Regions from separate parts of the Mus musculus genome. Here regions 1, 2, 4, 5, 6 and 7 are each linked to region 3. The links are chromatin contacts, called in public HiChIP or PLAC-seq, capture Hi-C and promoter capture Hi-C maps. All regions are on one chromosome and are shown on one strand. Each heading gives the region's core, a stretch centred on a gene start, on an enhancer-like site or on the middle of the called end of the contact. The rest is flanking DNA. Distances are from core to core; before and after follow the strand shown. Region 1 holds the start of Tgoln1 (trans-golgi network protein). Region 2 has its middle 9.9 kb from the start of Gm30331. Region 3 holds the start of Mrpl35 (mitochondrial ribosomal protein L35). Region 4 has its middle 11 kb from the start of Gm38827. Region 5 holds the start of Rpl34-ps1 (ribosomal protein L34, pseudogene 1). Region 6 holds the start of Thnsl2 (threonine synthase-like 2 (bacterial)). Region 7 overlaps Smyd1 (SET and MYND domain containing 1).

What was found. Promoter capture Hi-C pulls out the DNA fragments that hold promoters and counts their contacts. HiChIP or PLAC-seq counts read pairs in DNA pulled down with a chosen protein or histone mark. Capture Hi-C pulls out chosen DNA fragments and counts their contacts.
Region 1: a promoter capture Hi-C map of adipose tissue shows a contact between it and region 3, with 3 times the contacts expected there. The contact joins the promoter of Tgoln1 here to the promoter of Mrpl35 in region 3. A contact is called at or near these places in 7 of 39 promoter capture datasets (erythroid cells, hematopoietic stem and progenitor cells, hippocampal neurons and 3 more), 5 of 484 Hi-C or Micro-C datasets (CD4 T cells, effector CD8 T cells, muscle stem cells and 2 more), 4 of 115 datasets of contacts at active chromatin or transcription factors (bone marrow-derived macrophages, effector CD8 T cells, pancreatic cancer cells and 1 more) and 3 of 9 other capture datasets (adipose tissue, liver and macrophages).
Region 2: a contact with region 3 is called in an H3K4me3 HiChIP or PLAC-seq map of bone marrow-derived macrophages, with 5 times the contacts expected there. The contact joins the enhancer-like site here to the promoter of Mrpl35 in region 3. A contact is called at or near these places in 2 of 39 promoter capture datasets (the HPC-7 cell line and embryonic stem cells), 3 of 115 datasets of contacts at active chromatin or transcription factors (bone marrow-derived macrophages, extraembryonic endoderm stem cells and pancreatic cancer cells) and 1 of 9 other capture datasets (adipose tissue).
Region 4: an H3K4me3 HiChIP or PLAC-seq map of the SCID.adh cell line shows a contact between it and region 3, with 9 times the contacts expected there. The contact joins the enhancer-like site here to the promoter of Mrpl35 in region 3. A contact is called at or near these places in 6 of 39 promoter capture datasets (HPC-7-derived erythroid cells, embryonic stem cells, hippocampal neurons and 2 more), 1 of 484 Hi-C or Micro-C datasets (B cells), 16 of 115 datasets of contacts at active chromatin or transcription factors (the SCID.adh cell line, T-cell acute lymphoblastic leukemia, astrocytes and 9 more) and 2 of 9 other capture datasets (adipose tissue and embryonic stem cells).
Region 5: a capture Hi-C map of macrophages shows a contact between it and region 3, with 5 times the contacts expected there. The contact joins the promoter of Rpl34-ps1 here to the promoter of Mrpl35 in region 3. A contact is called at or near these places in 1 of 39 promoter capture datasets (the SN4741 cell line) and 2 of 9 other capture datasets (liver and macrophages).
Region 6: a promoter capture Hi-C map of liver shows a contact between it and region 3, with 6 times the contacts expected there. The contact joins the promoter of Thnsl2 here to the promoter of Mrpl35 in region 3. A contact is called at or near these places in 15 of 39 promoter capture datasets (the 3T3-L1 cell line, the HPC-7 cell line, HPC-7-derived erythroid cells and 9 more), 1 of 15 datasets of contacts at CTCF or cohesin (embryonic stem cells), 1 of 484 Hi-C or Micro-C datasets (liver), 17 of 115 datasets of contacts at active chromatin or transcription factors (T-cell acute lymphoblastic leukemia, astrocytes, embryonic forebrain and 10 more) and 3 of 9 other capture datasets (adipose tissue, liver and macrophages).
Region 7: a promoter capture Hi-C map of liver shows a contact between it and region 3, with 4 times the contacts expected there. The contact joins the enhancer-like site here to the promoter of Mrpl35 in region 3. A contact is called at or near these places in 7 of 39 promoter capture datasets (the HPC-7 cell line, HPC-7-derived erythroid cells, embryonic stem cells and 2 more), 3 of 115 datasets of contacts at active chromatin or transcription factors (bone marrow-derived macrophages, cardiomyocytes and embryonic stem cells) and 1 of 9 other capture datasets (macrophages).

What each region holds. Positions count from the first base shown.
Region 1 is chr6:72,615,731-72,618,430 of GRCm38.p6, reverse strand. Tgoln1 (trans-golgi network protein) reads left to right here and starts at 1,431. Exons shown (of 4, transcript NM_009443.3): 1 at 1,431-1,754; 2 at 1,982-2,700. The coding sequence starts at 1,709.
Region 2 is chr6:70,823,385-70,826,084 of GRCm38.p6, reverse strand. No RefSeq gene overlaps it. Among named protein-coding and RNA genes, the nearest start is that of Gm30331, 9.9 kb to the right of the region's middle. Within about 2 kb of position 1,449, at least 344 of the 459 cell types and tissues checked have an H3K27ac peak or open chromatin away from gene starts, as enhancers often do. A contact at or near this core is called in adipose tissue, bone marrow-derived macrophages, embryonic stem cells and 2 more, where this site is marked.
Region 3 is chr6:71,822,359-71,825,058 of GRCm38.p6, reverse strand. Mrpl35 (mitochondrial ribosomal protein L35) reads left to right here and starts at 1,275. Exons shown (of 4, transcript NM_025430.3): 1 at 1,275-1,343. The coding sequence starts at 1,301.
Region 4 is chr6:71,163,361-71,166,141 of GRCm38.p6, reverse strand. No RefSeq gene overlaps it. Among named protein-coding and RNA genes, the nearest start is that of Gm38827, 11 kb to the right of the region's middle. Within about 2 kb of position 1,406, at least 18 of the 459 cell types and tissues checked have an H3K27ac peak or open chromatin away from gene starts, as enhancers often do. A contact at or near this core is called in the SCID.adh cell line and T-cell acute lymphoblastic leukemia, where this site is marked.
Region 5 is chr6:71,123,327-71,126,026 of GRCm38.p6, reverse strand. Rpl34-ps1 (ribosomal protein L34, pseudogene 1) reads right to left here and starts at 1,438. Exons shown (of 1, transcript NM_001199350.1): 1 at 1,026-1,438. The coding sequence starts at 1,417. The coding sequence ends at 1,064.
Region 6 is chr6:71,143,032-71,145,731 of GRCm38.p6, reverse strand. Thnsl2 (threonine synthase-like 2 (bacterial)) reads left to right here and starts at 1,352. Exons shown (of 9, transcript NM_001033929.2): 1 at 1,352-1,441.
Region 7 is chr6:71,234,229-71,236,928 of GRCm38.p6, reverse strand. It overlaps Smyd1 (SET and MYND domain containing 1), which reads left to right. Exons shown (of 10, transcript NM_001160127.1): 5 at 1,548-1,586. Among named protein-coding and RNA genes, the nearest start is that of Smyd1, 27 kb to the left of the region's middle. Within about 2 kb of position 1,443, at least 28 of the 459 cell types and tissues checked have an H3K27ac peak or open chromatin away from gene starts, as enhancers often do. A contact at or near this core is called in bone marrow-derived macrophages, embryonic stem cells, liver and 1 more, where this site is marked.

The sequences.
Region 1 (2,700 bases), core at 182-2,681, 790 kb before region 3:
CAGGTCTCCTGAAACTGGAATTATAGACCGTTGTCGGGTGGCTTGTGGGCTCCAGGAATGGAATGTGGGTCCTCCGGAAGAGTAGTCAGTGTTCTTAAGCACTGAACCATCTCCCTAGACACTAAAGATGTCTGTTGCTGTTGTTTTTCAAGACAGAGTTTCTCTGTGTAACCCTGGCTATCCTGGAACTCACTCTGTAGATCAGGCTGGCCTGATTCAGAGATTTGCCTGCCTCTGCCTCCTGTGTGCTGGGACTAATGTTGTGTCCCACCATCACCTGGCTCTCTAAAAAAAGTTTTTTTAAGTATATTTCTTTTAAAATTCTATTTTGTTGTTTGCATTATAAGAATGTGTTGCTTGGGCTGGAGTGATAACTCAGCAGTTAAGAGCACCACTGACTGCTCTTCCAGAGGTACTGAGCTCAAATCCCAGCAACCATATGGTGGCTCACAATCATCTGTAACAAGACCTGATTCCCTCTTCCAGTGTCTGGTGACAGCTACAGTGTACTCACATATAATAAATAAAATAAACCTTAAAAAAAAAAAAAAGAATGTGTTGCTTGTGTGGTGTGGTGGTGCATGTCTTTAACCCCAGCACTCAAGAGGCAGAGGTAGGTGGATCTCTGTGATTGCAAGGCTAGCCTGGTCTACAGAGCGAGTTCTGTTAAACAGAAGAACCCTGTCTTGGAAAGAAAAAGAATATATATGTGGTGAATGAGACAAGAGTGTTTGTCTAGTGTGCATAGAACCACGATTTGATTGCTAGTACCACATAAATTGGAGACACAAGCCAGTAGTCCAGTAGGAAGATCAGAAACTCAAGGTCTTCCTGTTTGAGTAACAAAGTACCTTACTTCCTGGATTGGAGAGATGGCTCAGGGCTTGTTGCTCTCCCACAGGAACAGAGTTCAGTTTCCAACACCCACAGAGTTTGAAACGCTTGAAGCTCTAGCTCTAGGGCATCTGATGCCCTCATCTAGCCTCCAAGAGCACCTACACACAGGTGGCAGACACACATACACAAATAAAAATAGTAAATCTTTGATATTTTATTTCTTAAATAAATAAATAGCCCAACAGGGGCGTGGTGAGGCACCTGTAATCCCAAACACTCAGGAGGCAGCAGGTGCCCACATAGCAATATGGTTTCAAACACATAGAAATTCAGAAGAACAAACAAGAAATCAAAAACCTTGGTAAATTCAGAGGGCCCTGGATACAGCCAAGAAAGGGATTAGGATCAGGATGAAATGTGTTTGCTTCTAGATGGGCAAGTGCTGAAGAGAGTACATTTGTTTGTGAAGTGAGAAAGCAGCATCGGCAACGGAGAGGTTGGAAACACGAGCAGAGGATGCGACAAAGAGGCGCCCGGCCCCACGACCCTACATCATAAGCAGCGAAGGCGACGCAGCACCTGCCGGTCGCAACAGCTTCCGAAAAACGAGGCCAAGTGAACAAGAACGAGATCGCCGAGCCCCGCAGACTGCTGAGAAACAGAAGGGACTTGGGGGGGAATAAAGAGCTGGACTTGACTTCCGGCACTCTACCGGAACACACAGACAACGGCTGCTGTCGCCCGGTAGCCCCACCCCTAAGGCGGGGCTGCGCCGGAAGAGAAACAGTCCGCCGGAAAGGGAGGGGCCACGCTCGGGAAAATCTCGTGCGCCGCTCTCACGTCATCAGAGGGCGGAAGCGCAGACTGCAGGATGCGGTTCCAGGTTGCGTTGCTCCTGCTGAGTGTCGCGGTGGCGAGTAAGGACCCCCACCCCAGCCCAGCTCACTCTCCCCTTTAGGTTCCCCATTCCTCACCTTGGTGGGTCGCTACGGGAGCCGGCGTCTTTCTTGTCTGGCCCGACCCTGCTCTAGCCATCTCCGCTTTCCCATTCGGCCATCCCCGCTAGGCTCTCAGAAGTCAAGCCCGCTTCTCTTCTTCCGAGGACTTACTGTTTTTTGTTTTTTGTTTTTTCTGTTTGTTTCAGGAGCTCTGCCGTCCGTTTATAAGAGAGACGCCGACTCAGGTGACTCTCAGAATCCTCCGAATCAGCCTTCCAAACAGTCCTCCACTCCCCTGCCTTCTTCTAACCAGGTAAAGACTACAAGGCCGACCGACGGTCAGGGGCAGAAGTCAGATAAAAAAGACCAGGACAAGACGACTTTGGCAGCAGTTTCCAGTAAGGCGGAATCTGGGCCGCGGACCGCCGCGACCGATCACAGTTTGGGTGATTCCAGAAGGCAGCCCGAGAAAACGGATGCCGAGTTGAACGAAACTGCGCGGCCCCTCTCACCAGTCAACCCCAAACTGGAAAAGTCTGATCAGAGCTCCACAGAAGATTCAGGCAAGCCCACAGGAGGTAATTCTGGCAAGCCCACAGGAGGTGATTCTGGCAAGCCCACAGAAGCTGGTTCGAATAAGGCCACAGAAGATGATTCTGGCAAGTCCACGAAAGTTGATTTGGACAAGCCCACCTCCAAAATCTCCCCAGATACGGAGACTTCGAAGACTGACAAAGTCCAGCCAACTGAAAAAGGACAAAAACCAACACTTACTTCCAAAACTGAATCTGGGGAAACACTGGCAGGGGACTCTGACTTCTCTTTAAAGCCAGAGAAAGGAGATAAGTCTTCAGAGCCTACTGAAGACGTGGAAACCAAGGAGATTGAAGAGGGTGACACAGAGCCGGAAGAAGGCTCACCACTT
Region 2 (2,700 bases), core at 200-2,699, 1.0 Mb after region 3:
TATTTATTTATTTTTATTTTCTCTCTTTGTGTGTGTGCGCCCGAGTGCAGGTGTGTGTACTGTATGCATGCCATGCCTGAAGAGGCCAGAAGCAACAGATCCCCAGGAAATGGAGTTGTAAATAGTTGTGAGCCTTCATGTGGGTGCTGGGAATCAAACCCAGGTCTTCTCTCTCGAAGAGCAGCCAGGGCTCCGCTGCTCCAGCTCTCCAGCCCCGAGTCATCATGGGCACCACCCTCAGACAAGAATAAGAGAATTATCTCCCACAAGAGTGAATTGTTACAGAAGTCTCAGCCTGAACCCCTGAGTACCGTCTGGCCTTCTGGCTCTCATCTGACATTGTGATCTCACCCGCTTGCATGCTTTCCTACCAGCATAATAGCCTTTGGGGAACTGAACAGGCACTAATGTCACACCCGTGAACAGAAATTCCCCAGAGAGAGGAATGGACCTAGCTTTTGGGTTATGGGTATATTTTGAAGGGGGCAGGGCTTGGTCACAGTCCTCTCATGACCACATACAGAAGGTAGAAGAGGGGTATCTTCCTATAGAGAAACAGTGGGAGGATGACTATGTCAAATACCAGGGCTGAAGAAATGGCTCAGTGGTTAAGAGCACTGGCTGCTCTTCCAGGGAACCTGGGCTCAATATATATATATATATATATATAATGATATATATGGTATATATTATATGGTGTTTCTTTTAAAAGAAAATGACAATCTACACACACACACACACACACACACACACACACACACACACACACACACACACACATACCCAGGCTGACTATAGCTGTTGGTTTCCTTGAACTTCTGATCTTTATGCTTCCACCTCCTGAGAGCTGGGATTACAGCCTGCACCATCACACCTGGTTTATGTGGTACGAGGGATCAAACCTCTCTTTGCGTCAGAGTTGTCTTGTGGCATAGCCCACATCCTGTTTCAGGAAGATGAACAGGTAGATGACATGGGGGCTCCAGGTCCTCAGCTACCACCTGTCACTTAGTATACACTTATTAAACATTCGATGCTGTAAATGACAGTTAAATAAATGCATGACTAACATGAACGGTATTTGCCTGGACTTGTTCTGAAATGAGGATCCGGGGCCTCCACCCTTCTCTAACACTGAGTATAGAGTCTCCAGGAAAAAACAGTATGGTCAGTCCCCACACTCAGCACCTCGGCGACAACCACGATCAGAGAGAAAACTGAACTGACGCAGACAACCTCTGTCCTGTGTAGAGAAACACAGGCCGTACTTTGCACTGATCTTGTTCACATATCCCCACACCTTGCTGTGGTTATCAGTCTGCAGCTCCTGGGTTCCCGTTGCCGCTGCAAAGGCGACTTTCTGCTGGCTCAGAAGCAGGAACTGTGCGCTGCTCATCCATTCTGATTGGCTGAGGAGCTGCGTTCTCCGCACGGTGACAGTCACCTGACCCTGAAGCTCCGCTTCTGTCCTATTCATCTGACCTAGCCTGAGTTGTGTTTTTCTGGAATGCCTGAGGCGGGGCTGTGGCTGTTGTTCCTGGGTGGGGCTAGAGAACTCTGCATTATTTTCTAGTTTATCCAAAGGGGGACTAGCAGAGCTGGGACAGTGAGATCCCAGAGGCTGAAGGTGGTATATGCCCCCTCCCCCTGGCCACTTCCTTGATCCTCACCTCTCTTCCGCTAGTTTGGAGGTTGGGAACCGCTGTTTAGTAGGAAAACTCTACCTTTAGACCTGAAAAGACGGGTATTTTCATACACAACACTGGCCTCCCACATTCCTGACAACAGGGAATGCTTTCCTGGTACCACGGGAGCTGCTCGGCCAGGCAGGCAGATGTCAAAGGAAGATGTCAAAGGCAGGTGAGGGTTCCTTGGTGGGAGAGAAAAATCTCTCTGGGACGAGGCCAGTGGAGGAGCGACTGCTGGTATTCACAGCTAATAAAGCTCCCCACCAACCCTGCCCACTTCATTCTACGCAAGCTTTTGGCTGTTTCTCAGTGTGTGTTGAGGGTGTGGGACTCCCATTTTTCTGCTTTGGTCCTTTCCCATCTCCACCTCTCCAGTGCTAGAATTACAGGTGTGTGCCGCCATGCCTGGTTAACGGGGTGCTGGGAATTGAACCCAAGGTTTCAGGCCTGTTAGGCAAGCACTCTGTCAACTGAGCTACAGCTTTAGCCTCTTTTTGAGGTTGTTGCCGTTTGTTTATAATTTTTCTTTGGTGGCTGAAGGAGAACTCTATAACTGCTTTTCTGTATAACATATAATTAACCAAATTTGGCATATAATTAACCAAAACCAGAAAGAAACTTCAGGAAAAGTCCTTTAGATGTCTTAGTGTAGGATAAGCTTTTACCACTGTCAGACTCTCAGTGAACTGAACAGGTCTAATTATTTCATTTTAGCATTTTCTTTTAGAGATTTATTTGTTTATTATTATATGTAAGTACACTGTAGCTGTCCTCAGACACTCCAGAAGAGGGAGTCAGATCTTATTAAGGGTGGTTTTGAGCCACCAGGTGGTTGCTGGGATTTGAACTCAGGACCTTCAGAAGAACAGTCAGTGCTCTTAACCGCTGAGCCATCTCACCAGCAAACCTCTTTTTTAGCATTCTGACAGCACTTTGTCATACACACCAAAACAGGATGTCTGGACAGAAAGTGTTTAGTGCCACAGCAAAGCCACTAACGCTTTCTGTTAGT
Region 3 (2,700 bases), core at 26-2,525:
TCTAGAAACTGGAAAAAAGCAAGAGAAAGGACTTCTCTTCTAGAGCTTCCAGAAGAATCACAGCCTTAGTATAACTTGATTTTTAGTCCTTGGAATTTATCTTAGATTTCTGGCCTACAAAACTCTGATAGTGAATTTATGGCATTTAAGTCACTGAGTTTGTCATAGTTTTTGTAGCAGCAGTAGGAAAAAGACAACTGAGTTTTTTTTTTTCAAGATTTATTTATTATTATATATAAGTACACTGTAATTGTCTTCAGACAGCCCCAGAAGAGGGCATCAGATTTCATTACAGATGATTGTAAGCAACCATGTGGTTGCTGGGATTTGAACTCAGGACCTTCGGAAGAGCAGTCAGTGCTCTTAAAAGTTGAGCCATCTCTCCAGCCCCCTATTTTTCCCAATTTTAAGTTTTAGTATAACAAATACCAGTAGATATAACCATATAAGTTAAAGCTCTTTGAATTTTCAATAATTTTCTGAGGTCTTCAAGCCTCAACCTGCTATGGAGCTGTTACCCTAGGTGTAGCCACCACTACTAGTTCCTCAATAGAGTGTAAGAGTCCTGAAGCCAAAAATTGAACCGCCACTCTCTAAATGAGATTTGTGGGGTGTTTGTTTTTCTTGTTATTTTGGACTTTTCTCTTCCCTTTTCACCTTAATTTTTGCTTTTTTATTTTCGTTTTAAGTGTCTTTACACAATCCATGCTGGCTCAGCAGCAGAGCCTGTAATCCTTGTTATCATATCTATACTGGCAGTAAGGTCACTTGGAGTACAGGAGTCCCAAGTCACCTTCGGGATCTTGGAAGACCTTGTCTCAAAAATGGGGAAGTTGAGTTGGGGTATAGGGGAGGAGTGTAGCTCTCACTTTTAATCCCAGCAGCGGGTCTCTGTGAGTTCGAGGCCAGCTTAGGTCTATAGAGCTAGTTCCAGGTCAACCAGGGCTACATACATAAATCTAAAACAAAACAAAACAAAACAAAACACACAACAACAAACAAACAAACAAAACCCCCAAAACCTGTCTCAAACAAAACAAAAGCAAACAAACAAAAGTTTAGACAGTACCAACTCCTGCAAGTTTTTCTCTAACCCCCATAAGCACGCAGGGTCGTGCGCGAACCCAAACATAAAGGCAAAATAAGTAATTAAGAAGACGGTGGTTTAGGGCAGAAAGGCAAGGTTCAAAGAGCTCAACCTTGGCCACGCCTGTTCCCTTTAGTTCCGCCTCCTCCACGTTTCTTATCCTTTTGCTTTGTAACTTTGAGTCCACTGCGGCCACCGTAGGCAGGCTGCAAGATGGCGGCTTCCATCTTCACGGGCGCCGTGAGAGCTGCCTCAGGTCAGTGTTCTATTGACAGCTTCACTGAGAAGAGGGTCGGCGCGGGAGGGAGTGGGAATTTAGTTTGGATGTTAACGAGGAAAGAAAAACAAGATGACTTGAGGTCGGAGGTTTGCTGCGCGATACCTTGCACAGTGTAGTGCCCATGACCCGCGTTCACTGGATCCACCCTGCCCTAGGAAGCACACCCGAGACTGAGGTAGAGGAGGTGAGGGTGACACCCAAAAGTCCGCTTTTTTAAAAAATCTGATTTAGAGGTTCAACCACCTCTCTCAACTTTGACCTTGAGAGTCATATAATTTCTCTGAGTATTTTGGTTCTCTAGCGGTAAAATGGGGCTTCCTCCTACCTGTGGGTTAAACAAGTGTGTAAAGCATCGAGTATCTGGTCTCCTTGAGAACCGTGTGTAATTACCAGGAGCCTGGTCAAATTCGTTTTGAAGTACACCCCTCTGATGGTAGCGGGGCGGGCTTTAGGAGTGAAGGCAGAACCAGATAGGAAATTAAAAGTACTCAAGTATGATAGGGGTGATCAGTAAGCGACTTGCACACAACTTATACTGTAGAGATAACATTTGTGGAAAAATAGGCAGAGGACCAAGAGGGAAAAAAGTAACCATATAAAATTTCCAGGTATTAGAGCTTAAAAATGGAACTTTTGTGAGTTATGAAATGTGTATATAAAAAGTTTATATTAGGGGACATACGTGTAACTAACACCAGTTCAAGCCAAGCCCCTTTCCACCCCGTGCATTGCCCCGGTCATTATTCCCATAGCCACTTGAGCAACTATACCTTCATCTCTCAAAAGCATATTTTGTCTAGTTTTGAACTTTACATTAATTTATATACAATATGTCTAGTGTAATGTCTGGTTTTTATTTACTCCAGTGTGTGTGTGTGTGAACCCTTTTGATTTCTGACTGCTGTATCTTCTTTTCTTTTTTAAGATTTAAAAATTTTATTTATGTAAGTACACTGTCGCTCTCTTCAGACACACCTGAAGATCCCATTACAGGTGGTTGTGAGCCACTATGTAGTTGCTGGGAATTGAATTCAGGACCTTTGGAAGAGCAGTTGGTGCTTTTAACTGCTAAGCCATCTCTCTAACCCTCTTCCTACTCTTCTTCCTCCTCCTCTACCACCACTACCACCACCATCACAACCTTTAAATTCTTTTTTTTTTTTTTTTTAATGAGACAAGGCCTCATTATGGAGCCCAGTCTGGTCTTAAACTCTCAGTCCTCCTTAGCTTCCACATGCTGAGATTTTAGGTGCTTGGACTCCCAAACCTGCTTTTCTTCAGCACATCTTTATCTGGTGTTAGCATTGTTTCGATGTTTTCTTCAAGCTTAGGC
Region 4 (2,781 bases), core at 157-2,656, 660 kb after region 3:
CACCTGGTCAGAACATTGGCAGACACACAGGTTCAAGGAGTGGCCAGAGCATTGTGCACCTCTATTTTTCTAAATCAGTGAAGCTAGTTCTGCTAACACTGACGTCTATCTTGCCAATTTCAGGGCTTCTGTGTCCTTTTACATTCTGCGAGGATCTTTCAACACCTTGCATTGAATTAGCCACATTCAGAATCAAGATTTCTTAAGCAGGAGGCTTCCTTTCCTCACAGGCCTGCCTTGGCTGTAACTGGTTAAAAAGACATCAGCTTTGGGCAGGCCTTCCATACTTGGGCCCCTCTTGTTTTCACCTGAAGTCTTTCCTTTGTCAGCCTCTTTTGCTTTCTTTGCTGACTTCTGCCAAAACATCTCACAGCCATGGTCACACTGGCCATTCCAGACCATCATACTGGTGTCCTCGCCGTCAGCTTTCCCTGTAAAAGGAATGGGGGAGATGGCCTGATAATAAGAAATAAGAGCCGGGCGGTGGTGGCGCACGCCTTTAATCCCAGCACTTGGGAGGCAGAGGCAGGAAGATTTCTGAGTTCGAGGCCAGCCTGTTCTACAAAGTGAGTTCCAGGACAGCTTGGGCTACACAGAGAAACCCTGTCTTGAAACAAACAAACAAACAAAAACAACAAAAACACCCCAGAAAGAAAGAAAGAAAGAAAGAAAGAAAGAAAGAAAGAAAGAAAGAAAGAAAGAAAGAAAGAAAGAAAGAAAGAAAGGAAGGAAGGAAGGAAGGAAGGAAGGAAGGAAGAAAGAAAGGAAGAAAGAAAGAAGGAAAAAGAACACTTGGAACTGAGACCCCAGCAACATTTCTTATGTCATGCTAATGTCAGCAGGATGTGTGTCAGGGGGGAGAGTCCAACCTACCCTGTGATTCTAACATAGTCCAACATTTTATAAACTTCAGACTGTCACTGCTTACATTCTATTTAACAACTCAAACCAGGGTATTGGGCAAAAGCACTTTTAAAAGTTAAGAGAAATTTAAGTACAGCTTAATGTGTGTGCTCTTGGAATGAGGCTAAGAGACATAGTTGGTATAGGTTGTTCTTGAGAGGCTGCTCTGTGCACACGAAGCAGTTGCTTCAGGCAAGCGGGGGTAGGGCGGAAGGCTAATACCTCCCCTTGGGCTTATATTCTCTGACTCTGTTTATCCAGATCCCAAACCTAGGTCCTCTTTCTAGAAGCTTTCAGCATGTGATAAGTTGGGGATCTCTACAATAAAAGTATCATTATTTCGATAGTGAGAGCAGGCCATGCACCTCGCCCTGGCATCCAGGTAGAGCTGACCTTGTTGGTGGAGGCATCTGGAAGCTTTTCCTCATGGCCGGAGTGAAGAAGAGGCAGTCTACCCCTTACCAGCTGCCCCAGGCAGGAAAGCTGGCCTCAGGCAGGAAAGCTGGCCCCGCCCCTTGCCTCAGCAAAGAGGAGGAGGTGGCCCTAGTGGCCCAGGCTCAGGAAAACAGGACTGCTGACCAACTCAGCTACCACCCAGGCCCAGATCAGTGCTTTGAGTTGGCCCACACCAACATCTACACCGTCTGCAGTGATCTGAATATGCTTGGCTCTGGGAAGTGTCACTCTTAGGAGATGTGGCCTTGTTGGAATAGGTGAAGTGTGTCACTGTGTAGGCGGGCTTTGAGGGCTCCTAGTGCTCAAGCTCCGCCCAGTGGAGAAAGAGAGCTATAGTTGGTAAACTGTTAAACCTCACTGTGCTCTCAGGAGGTACACGCACGGCTCTGCACCTGCTCAAGAGCTCTGGATTTGAGACTGAAAAGACACACACACACACACACACACACACCCTTTATATTTAATAAGCCTTAACTTGCTCAGTGGTTGGGCACTTCCAAACCTCCCCACAGCTAGCACACACTCCTCTCTAATATTCCTGAGTTAACATTTTCTGAACCTATATTTTATCTTTGCTGCCCTGTTTCCTTCTGGGCTGCCCTCCTATGGGACCGCTTTCCCTTTGCACCTACACTTCCGTCCTCTTACCCTTCTGCTCCTTCGTGGCATGGCCCTTCCTTTGCCCCTCTCATGGAGGAATCCCTTCTTCTCTCCTGGGTGTTTCTTCCCTGGAAACCTTAAAAATCCTGCCTCTGTCCCTCTGCCCAGCCATTGGCCTCTGGATATTTATTGTTCAATCAAAAACCAATTGAGGACAGGGACCCTCAGCGTCTAGACATGGTTCCTGTGTGATGTTGGGAGCTTAATTAAGACAAAGCATTAGAACCAATCCCCAACAGAGAGCCTCCCCTGAGTGCTTGTAGAAGTGAGTCTTCAGATCAAGATGTAGAACTCTTGACTCCTCCAGCACCATGTCTGCCTAGATGCTGCCATGCTCCCCGACATGATGTAATGGAATAGACTGATCCTCAGAAAGCCAGCCCCAATTAAATGTTTTCCTTTGTAAAAGTTGCCTTGGTCATGGTTTCTCTTCACAGCCATGACACCCAAACTACACACCACCTATAAACTGCTCAAGTGCATGAAGGGACCGGTCATACAGATCCAAAGCCACAGGATCTCCAAGACACAGGGCAACAACAGGATATTGGAGAGTCCTGATGAGGATCCAGTATTTATACTGTAGTAGAAGCCAGAAGCCTTTAACCAGACCCCATAACTCATTGCAATGAACATTTGCAAGCAAAGCTGTTTGGGCAAAAGGGCATACTGTGTGGCACACCAGAGCTTCCACAGTGAGCTTCCTTTCCTTTGGTGGGGGAGGTCGCAGTGGCAGATGAGCAGGATCAGGGTGCATGATGT
Region 5 (2,700 bases), core at 189-2,688, 700 kb after region 3:
CAAGTAAACAAATTGTAAGAGGTCATAACGTTTTCCTAATATCACCTACAATATGTCCGTTGCTGCTTTACAGAAATTAATTCATGGGATCCGGATGGCAGTGTGACAAGTCCATTTTACAAAGGAGCCAACTGGGATTCTGGGAGATGATGGCTTTGAGTTCTGTGTGAAGTGTTCATTGAAGCTACTCTGGAGAGCCAGTGGGGTTCCCTTGGGTTTCCAGCCTCCTCCTAGTCTCCACTCCTCTTTGCCCCCCTTTTCTTTATCCCTGGTCCCCCTCACCTGTCTTTGCTTTGTGTGAGAACCTGGCTGTGCTTTCCTAGACGGCCCACCTCCTAATAGTCCCACCCTCTAAAGGCCAGGCATTGAAACACATGCATGTGTGGGGGCCTTGTAACAGGTGCAGTGTCAAGATTTAAAGCAGAGCTTGGCTGCTAGGCCACCTGTTGAGGGTCACTTCTCCCTCATCTCTTATCTTCCTATTGTCTCTGATCCAAGGCTCACTCCTCATCAGGGATCATGTTGCTTGTAAAACCGATTCAGCTTAAGTATCTCTGGTTCAGACCCCAGCAGCGTGTAAGCAACCCTGCAAGCAAAGGTGAGCACTCTCTGGCTCCCTTGGGGAAAAGAAGCCTTCCAAATCCACTGGAAAGCCTGGCAATAATTCTCCCAGCCAGCAGAGGGCAGCAGAACACATCCAAAGTCCTTGCTTTAAAGTAGGTGGGGCTGGCCAATCCAACCACACTCCTGTCATTGCTCATGGGCAAACCACCTGTCTGACTTTATTTTCTGAAGTCTGGGGACCCTGAAGGTTTGAGGGTTGAACTTAGTACCTTGCACATGCTAGGCAGGTGCTCTACTACTGAGTCATATCTAGGCTTGTCCCAGAGGACAACCTCAGGTGCTGTTCAGCAGGCTCTGCCCTGTTTTATTTTATTTTTTTTAGACAGGCTCTTTCATTGTTCTGGAGCTTTCTTTTTTTTTTTTTTTTTTTTTTTTTTTTTTTTTTTTTTTTTTTTTTTAGATCAAGTCTTGATTTTTATTACTTAAAAAATGTGCATATCTATTTTGCTTTCTGACTCTGTGCTTGTGCCTTCAACACTTTCACAACGATTTTCTGCTCCTCAATAAGGAAAGCCCGCTTGATCCTGTCACGGACACACTTGGCACACATGGAGCCGCCATAGGCCCTGCTGACGTGCTTCTGTGTCTTAGACAGTCTCATAAGGACTTTGGGCCGCACAGCACGAACCCCTCGAAGTCTGCCTGGGCACACGCCACATGCGGATTTAGGTGCTTTCCCAACCTTCTTGGTGTAGAGGTAAACAATCCTGTTGCCAGGGGTTCGAGACAGCCTAGTTTTGTTAGAGGCTGTGTTGTAGGAAAGCCTACGGCGGTATGTCAAACGCTGGACCATCCTGAGTGCCTCTGAGCACCGTCCCCGGAAGAGTTCTGGAGCTTTCTAAGCAGCAAAGCTGGTTAGTCAGCAAGTCCTGGATTCCATAAAAAATAACTTAAAAATTTAAAAAAATGTATTGCATCTTATTATTGGTGCCTCTCTCTCTCCTTTTAAAAGTTCACATATGCCTCGTGTGTGTGTGTGTGTGTGTGTGTGTGTGTGTGTGCCCTCGCGTGCGTCCGTCTGTCTGTCTGTCTGTCTGTCTGTCTGTGATTTCTGAGAGAGCAATAGTAGCTGGAGATGGGGAGACCCAGTAAGCAAGCCCATGTCTGTGCAAAGGCCAGAGGAGGAGTCAGGTGTCCCATTCTGTGACTCTCCATCATATTCCCTTGAGGCAGCATCTCTCATTGAACCTGGAGCTAGGCTAGCAGGGAGCAAGCCACAACCATCAATCACCTGTCTCCACCACCAGAGAGCTGGTGTAAAACTTCTTACTGACACGCTTCCGTACTGCTTCAACTAGGAAAAGCAGACGTAAACACAGAATCAAGAAAGTCAAAATAACCTTGTCACTGTGTAACACGCATGTGCTGGTACCAAGACTGTGGTGGACTCCAGCAGTGTCCTCCCGGCACATGATCATTGTGGGTGTCTATTGATAAGCTTTTCTTCCATTTGTGCTGCAGGAACACCCTAGTCACAGCAGCTGGGAGGTCATTTCCCTTCTCTCAGAGCCAGCTTAGCCCAGTGCCTCAGCCTCCTGTGTGACAGAGTTTCTGGCTGGTGATTGTGGATTCAGATATAAATGCAGACACTGAAATTATGCAGTGACTTGATTTTTAAGTCATTCAGATGGATCTAGAAAATTATTTGAAAAAAATAGTGTACAAACTCACACACATGAAATGCATTGCTGCTGGAGAAGTGTGTGTGTGTGTGGTGTGGTGTGTGGTGTGTGTGTGTGTGTGTTTAGGCCAGAGAACAACCTCCTGTGTTGTTCCTCAGGTGCTGTCATTTTTTATTTATTTATTTTTTTTGACACAGTATCTCATTGACCTGGAGCTGGTTGGTCAGCAAGTCCTAGATTCCTGGATTCCCTTTTGAGAAATCTCTCTCTCAGTCCTTACTTCTTATAGGTGAGCAAGTTGAGTCTCAGACAGGACCTCTGCCTTAGCCTTAGTACACAGATCATCAGGGTGGGGCAAATGAGATCCAGTGTGCACAGCCATTTCTCCTGATAAGACCCTCAGTCAGTCAGAACAGACTTGGTTCTGGAGAAGGAGCCTGGGTATGGATTCTTG
Region 6 (2,700 bases), core at 103-2,602, 680 kb after region 3:
GTAACAAACACTGCTGACTTTTGTGAGTCCCAGTTTTCCTGGCTTCTGAATGGTTAAATGCACCTCATGGAAAGTACAGAAACACGTTGGAGAAGGTCCATGGCTGACCTGTATCCCTCAATAGGTTGGTGCCTCTGACCTCTGTCAACTCTATGGCAAGTCCCTGGCCCATTTTGTACTCAGAAGGCCTATCCCATATCCTGAGCAGGGACAGTCTCTCAGTGCCTTCTACCAGGAGACTGAGCTGGCTACTCAGGGGCAGCTTCACACACTGTTGCCTAGTGGATGGCCTGTGTAGGGGAGGACTAGACGGCAGGCAACTTGAATAAGCACAGGCCTCAGGAGGAGGAAGGAGACAGGCAAAGACCAGGCCAAGGCCAGGGCTAAGAATAAATCTTAGACTGTACTTGTCTGGTCCATCTTCAAACCTATGTTTATCTTGGAGCGTGAATGTAAATCCTGGGACATTTGATCATGTTTGGAGAAAAAAATACCCCAAATTCTTGCTTTTTTCCCTCCCTGAAAAATAAATTAGGGCCTGAGACTGCAGCTCCACTGGTAAGGTGCTTGCCGAGCCCACACAAAGTTCTGCTTCGATTCCCAGCATAAGCCGTTGGTAACACAAGTCTGTAATGTCAGCACTCAGGAGATGGAGATGGAAGATCGGGACTTCAAGATCATCCTTTACTGTATAACCAGCTTCCATGAAGAAGGGGGGAGAACATAGAGAAAAGGAAGGGGAGGGGGAAACTGAGTCAGACTTACGCTTCTATAGATAGTATTGTTCTATTAAGAATTTTTTAGCTAAATGATGCACCCATCTGGTGGATTTTAGCACAGGCTCTTGGATTTATGTAAACCAGAATCCTGAAAGCCAAAGGATGGAATGGTGGAAGGCTAAGTCCTTCTTCCCACATTGCCCTCTGATTTCTCATCTAAAAACAAAACAAAGCTTTTAATCCCAGCACTCGGTGGAGGAGTTAGGAAAGGGATGTGCAAAGACAGGCAGATCTCTTTGTGAGTTCAAGGCCAGCCTGCTCTACATACAATCTCCTGAGTGGCCAGAGCTACATAGAGACAGGTCTCTCAATAAGTAAACAAACAAATAAAAACAGAACAAAATGTCACCGTCTTTTATTCTATCGAGTCTCAGCGAAGATCATGAGTCTAAAAGAGAATCCAGAGTCTGAAAGGCACTCATTGAACACAAAGGCTAGTGTTCCGGTGTCTGCCTTGTCCCCCACCCGACCCCCCTACTCCTGTCTTCCAAGCTCTGTCTTCTACCCCTCCCCGAAGTCCCTTCTCCACTCCCCCTCCTCCGCCCTCTGTAGGAGCTCCTCCCCAGCTTTGGCTTTAAACTCAGAACCTCCGGCTCAGGGAAGTCAGAGCTGTGCGCGTCGCCCACTGGACTCGGGTCTCCAGGCAGCTCCGCGCCCCTACGGTAACCTCGCCCAGTTCTCTGCTGCGTGCCCCCCACCCCGCGCTCTCCACGGTGACACGTCAGATTTCTGGCTGCTGTCCTGGTCCCGTAGCTCAGCTTGGCTTCCGGGCCACCGTTTTAAAGCCAGCTGGGGCCTTAGGATGGCAGCAGCCCCAATAGCCCTAGCAGCCCGCGCGGGTGGAGGATTTCTCATGTTTTTCTCCTGCAGCCAGGGTTCGGCAGTGTGGGAGTAACCCGGAAACTCAGGACAGTGCGCTGTGTTCAGAGGGTAGGGATGGGGTCTTAGGGTTCGGCGAGCTCGCCAGCGGGTGTACACCGCCCGCCCTCCCAGGCCTTGCTTTAAACTCCAATCCAGGAGTAGTGATCTACCACTAGGGGCGAGACTCCATGCCTCCCCACCTCCGCTACCGCCGCGCCGAATCCCGCCCCAAAGGCGGGATTACTGTTATTATTTATCGTGGTTATTGCCCTGTCTCCGCTCTGGAATAAAATCCAGAAACGTTCCAAAAAGTAATTATCACAGTAAAGTACAGCGGAGATCTGAGTCCAGAGCCCTGACACAACAGTCTTAAAAAAAAAAAAAAAAAAAAAGTCGTTAGCTGTTTCTTGTAGCTTTTTCTGCGCTGTCCCTTGAAGTGATCTTTCAGAACCGACCGACAGCCCTTAATCCTGTGAGAAGCTTGGGACTGTTTGCTAATCAAGCCATCTTCTTATTCTGGCACATGCTTAGCTCAAGCCGGGCTTTCTTCACCTCTGTGCCTTGTTCATGTCTTTCTTGGGTTGCAGAATCCCCACCTCAGTGCCCGGGTATCATGTGGTCCATTCTACCGAGGACCAAGGACAGGGCTTTGGAAAAATGTTCCTCATAGCTCCACCTGCTTCTGCCCTGTCCCAGCACCCCCAGCCCTTTGATCAGTAGAACTCCCTGGCTGCATTTCCTTTAGTCAGGTCCAGAATCCTTATGCAGCAAGGATTTCAGGGCAGTTTGCTCTAACGTTGTTCACAGCATTCCAGAACTCCCTGCAGTTACTGAAGGCACTGCTAAGCCTTTGACCTCCTGGCCCTGCTTCTGCCTTCTGAGCAGCTGTGCCTATGTCCCATGTCATGGACTCCTATGTGGGCTGATTCCTGTGTCCCAGATTCCTAACGTCATTTCTGTTTATACCCATTGCCCAGCATTACATTATCCACCCTGGTTCTATTTGATAATATTCTTGGTTTCAGGCATGTCTAATGCATGTGACTGAGAATAGCTATGA
Region 7 (2,700 bases), core at 194-2,693, 590 kb after region 3:
GCCTGATGGTGCAGCTCAGGCTGGGGAGGTCTGGGGGGGGGGGGGGATGAAGCCTGAACAATGTGCTCGGAAAGATGGCTCCTTCCACTGAGCTGTGCCATACAACTGCTCCTGCAAAGAAGTTAGGCACTGCTGGAAATACGGGCTAACAACTTCAACCCCGTTCTCTTCCACTTGGCCAACCTCACCCAGAGGCCAAAGAGCAAAGGAACCCAGGTGACGCAGTCCTCAGGGTTCAGCCCTTTGCCCCCAGAAAGGCACAGATCAAAGACACGTGGGCAGACACTTGGATCTTGGGAGTGGGGCACATGACAGATGAAAGCCAACTTCGAGCCACCCACCAGCAGCTTTCTCCTAAACCTTCCTTGAAGCCAGAGACAGTGGTTTCTGGGTCTCAGCTGAGAACCAGGTTGAAGTGGCCACATAGCCAAGGCTATGAGTTCTTATTTCCTTTCTGTTCCTGACCCCAGTATCTAAAGCAGTTGAGAGAGATGACAAAGATTGGGAAAGCTTATTTTGGACTCTGAGAATAATATTTTCTAGCACATTGTACTCCAGGGTCTAAGCCTCTAGGGACAATTGGCCTAGACCTCATGGAATCTTTTTAGAGGATCTGTTACCCAGGTTTAGCCTGGTTGACTGAGTTAATCACACTTAGCTATGCACAATTCCCAGATGGCCCTTCTGTAAGTGCTGGTGACCCCAGGCCCCTATTCTGACTGTGTAATAATTAATGAACCTAGGGCCCGTGCTTCAGGGCATCTCTGGTGTCTGCTGTAGCTTCTTTGTATCTACTAACTGTGAGTGGTCATGTGTTCCCTGGATCTGTTTGCTTTTGTGCAAGGGAGAAGGTCATTACAGTCACTGCCTATCTGCCTGCGACACTGGAAATCAGCCTGGACATGGTATCAGTGGCCCCATTTTTTTTTTTTTTTTTTTTTTTTTTTTTTTTTTTTTTTTTTTTTTTCGAGACAGGGTTTCTCTTTTAGCTCTGGCTGTCCTAGAACTCACTCTGTAGACCAGGCTGGCCTCAAACTCAGAAATCTGCCTGCCTCTGCCTCCCAAGTGCTGGGATTAAAGGTGTGTGCTACCACTGCCCGGCTCAGTGGCCCCATTTTAACCACAATAAGTACTCTCTACATATGCAATTCAGAACTCTCCCCCAAAGAGAGTCACCAAAAAGGCCGTGCTTATTGATGCACCATGCTAGTCACTGGGACAGGAAAATCATCTCTACATTTTTCTCAGCACTCTCTTCTCAGTTACGTTGTCTTACAACAATCTCACTGTTGTACTCTAAGTGGACACTGAGGACCTGGGAAAGGAGGTCAGTTGTTCAGCAGTGAATCCCTCTGTGACTCCATTTTGTAACCCTGTTCCCAGTGCGCTCTCACTGTTCCGGGCAGCACCCTGGCAGGGGAGCCCAGCTAGCAGGGGTGAGGTTGGTCGTGACTGTCAATGCCCTGATTGCGTGAGCCCACAATGCTGTGCTCTCTTGGGGCTGCAGTGGTATTGACTTCCTCGTGGGTGTCTGTTTTGTCTTTCAGTCATGAGGCAGTGAAATCCATGTTTCACACGCAGATGAGGTGGGTCAGTCTTCTCACATGTCCGTGTTTGTCTGACCCATCTCCCTCACGTGCCTGGCTTCCTGGGGACAGCCTTTCCTGACTGCTTGGCTGCTGTCACGCGTCATGCCCTGTACTGCAGTGTCTTGGCTTCACCGAATGGCGATTTTTCCTGTCGTTGAAGTCACGACTTCCTCCTCGCCTGCCTGCCTCTCACTTGCCTATGTTTTATTTTGTTTGCTGTCTTCCCTCCCTCTCACCCCTTACTTCTCCACTTTTATCTCAGTGTGTGAACCTTCCAGTTATTTCAGCCCCAAAGTACACTGGCTCTTTAAACTCCGCTTGCCACTAACCCGCCAATTCACCGTGTGCTCGTGTGTAGACCCAGCTTCTCACCAATAGCACCCAGAGCTGGGATGTTTTTGCTAAATATGTATTCATTGTGTACTTTTTAACGGATTAAAACTGTGAACATGTGGCTTAGGTAGCATTTTACTTTAAACTTTGTTGTTTTTAAGGAAACAAGAGATAGTTTATTTTGGACTAAACCGTTTTGAGTGACCATGGCCCAGGAACATAGATTTAGGTTGCCCTAAATTCCATGTTCCAACACGGTAGCAGTTTTATGAAGGTCTTGTTTTTATTTTATTTCGATATGACTTCACAGAACAAAGAAAGTCATAAGTCAAGGCAAGTTTAAGATACCTTGATAGGTACATCAGAGAGGCAGGTGCAGCAAGATTGGGAAGAAGCTTTCATTGGGCTCACTGTGTCATCTGCTGACATCAGTAGCTAAGTTAATTGATTCTAGCTAGTTCTGACATAGATGCAGGAAAGGGCCGGCTCTTTTGGAGGGCTAGAACTAGCCTATGATAAGATAACTGGCCTCTGGAACGGCAACATTCAAACCTCCCTGCAGACTGAAATGCTAGCCAGTCAGTCAGCCTCTGCAGACACAGCCTCTTTTCAGGAGTTTCTGTTCACAGCTCTGCTTTCTGGCCAAGCATCACATTTTGTACATGTGTAGGTAACATATTACTTATTAAATATTGTTAGGTCCCTCAGAGCTAGGAAGGCTTATTCATAGGATCTGATATAAGGGAGGCTGAGTAGTGGGCAGGACAGCAGTCTCAGG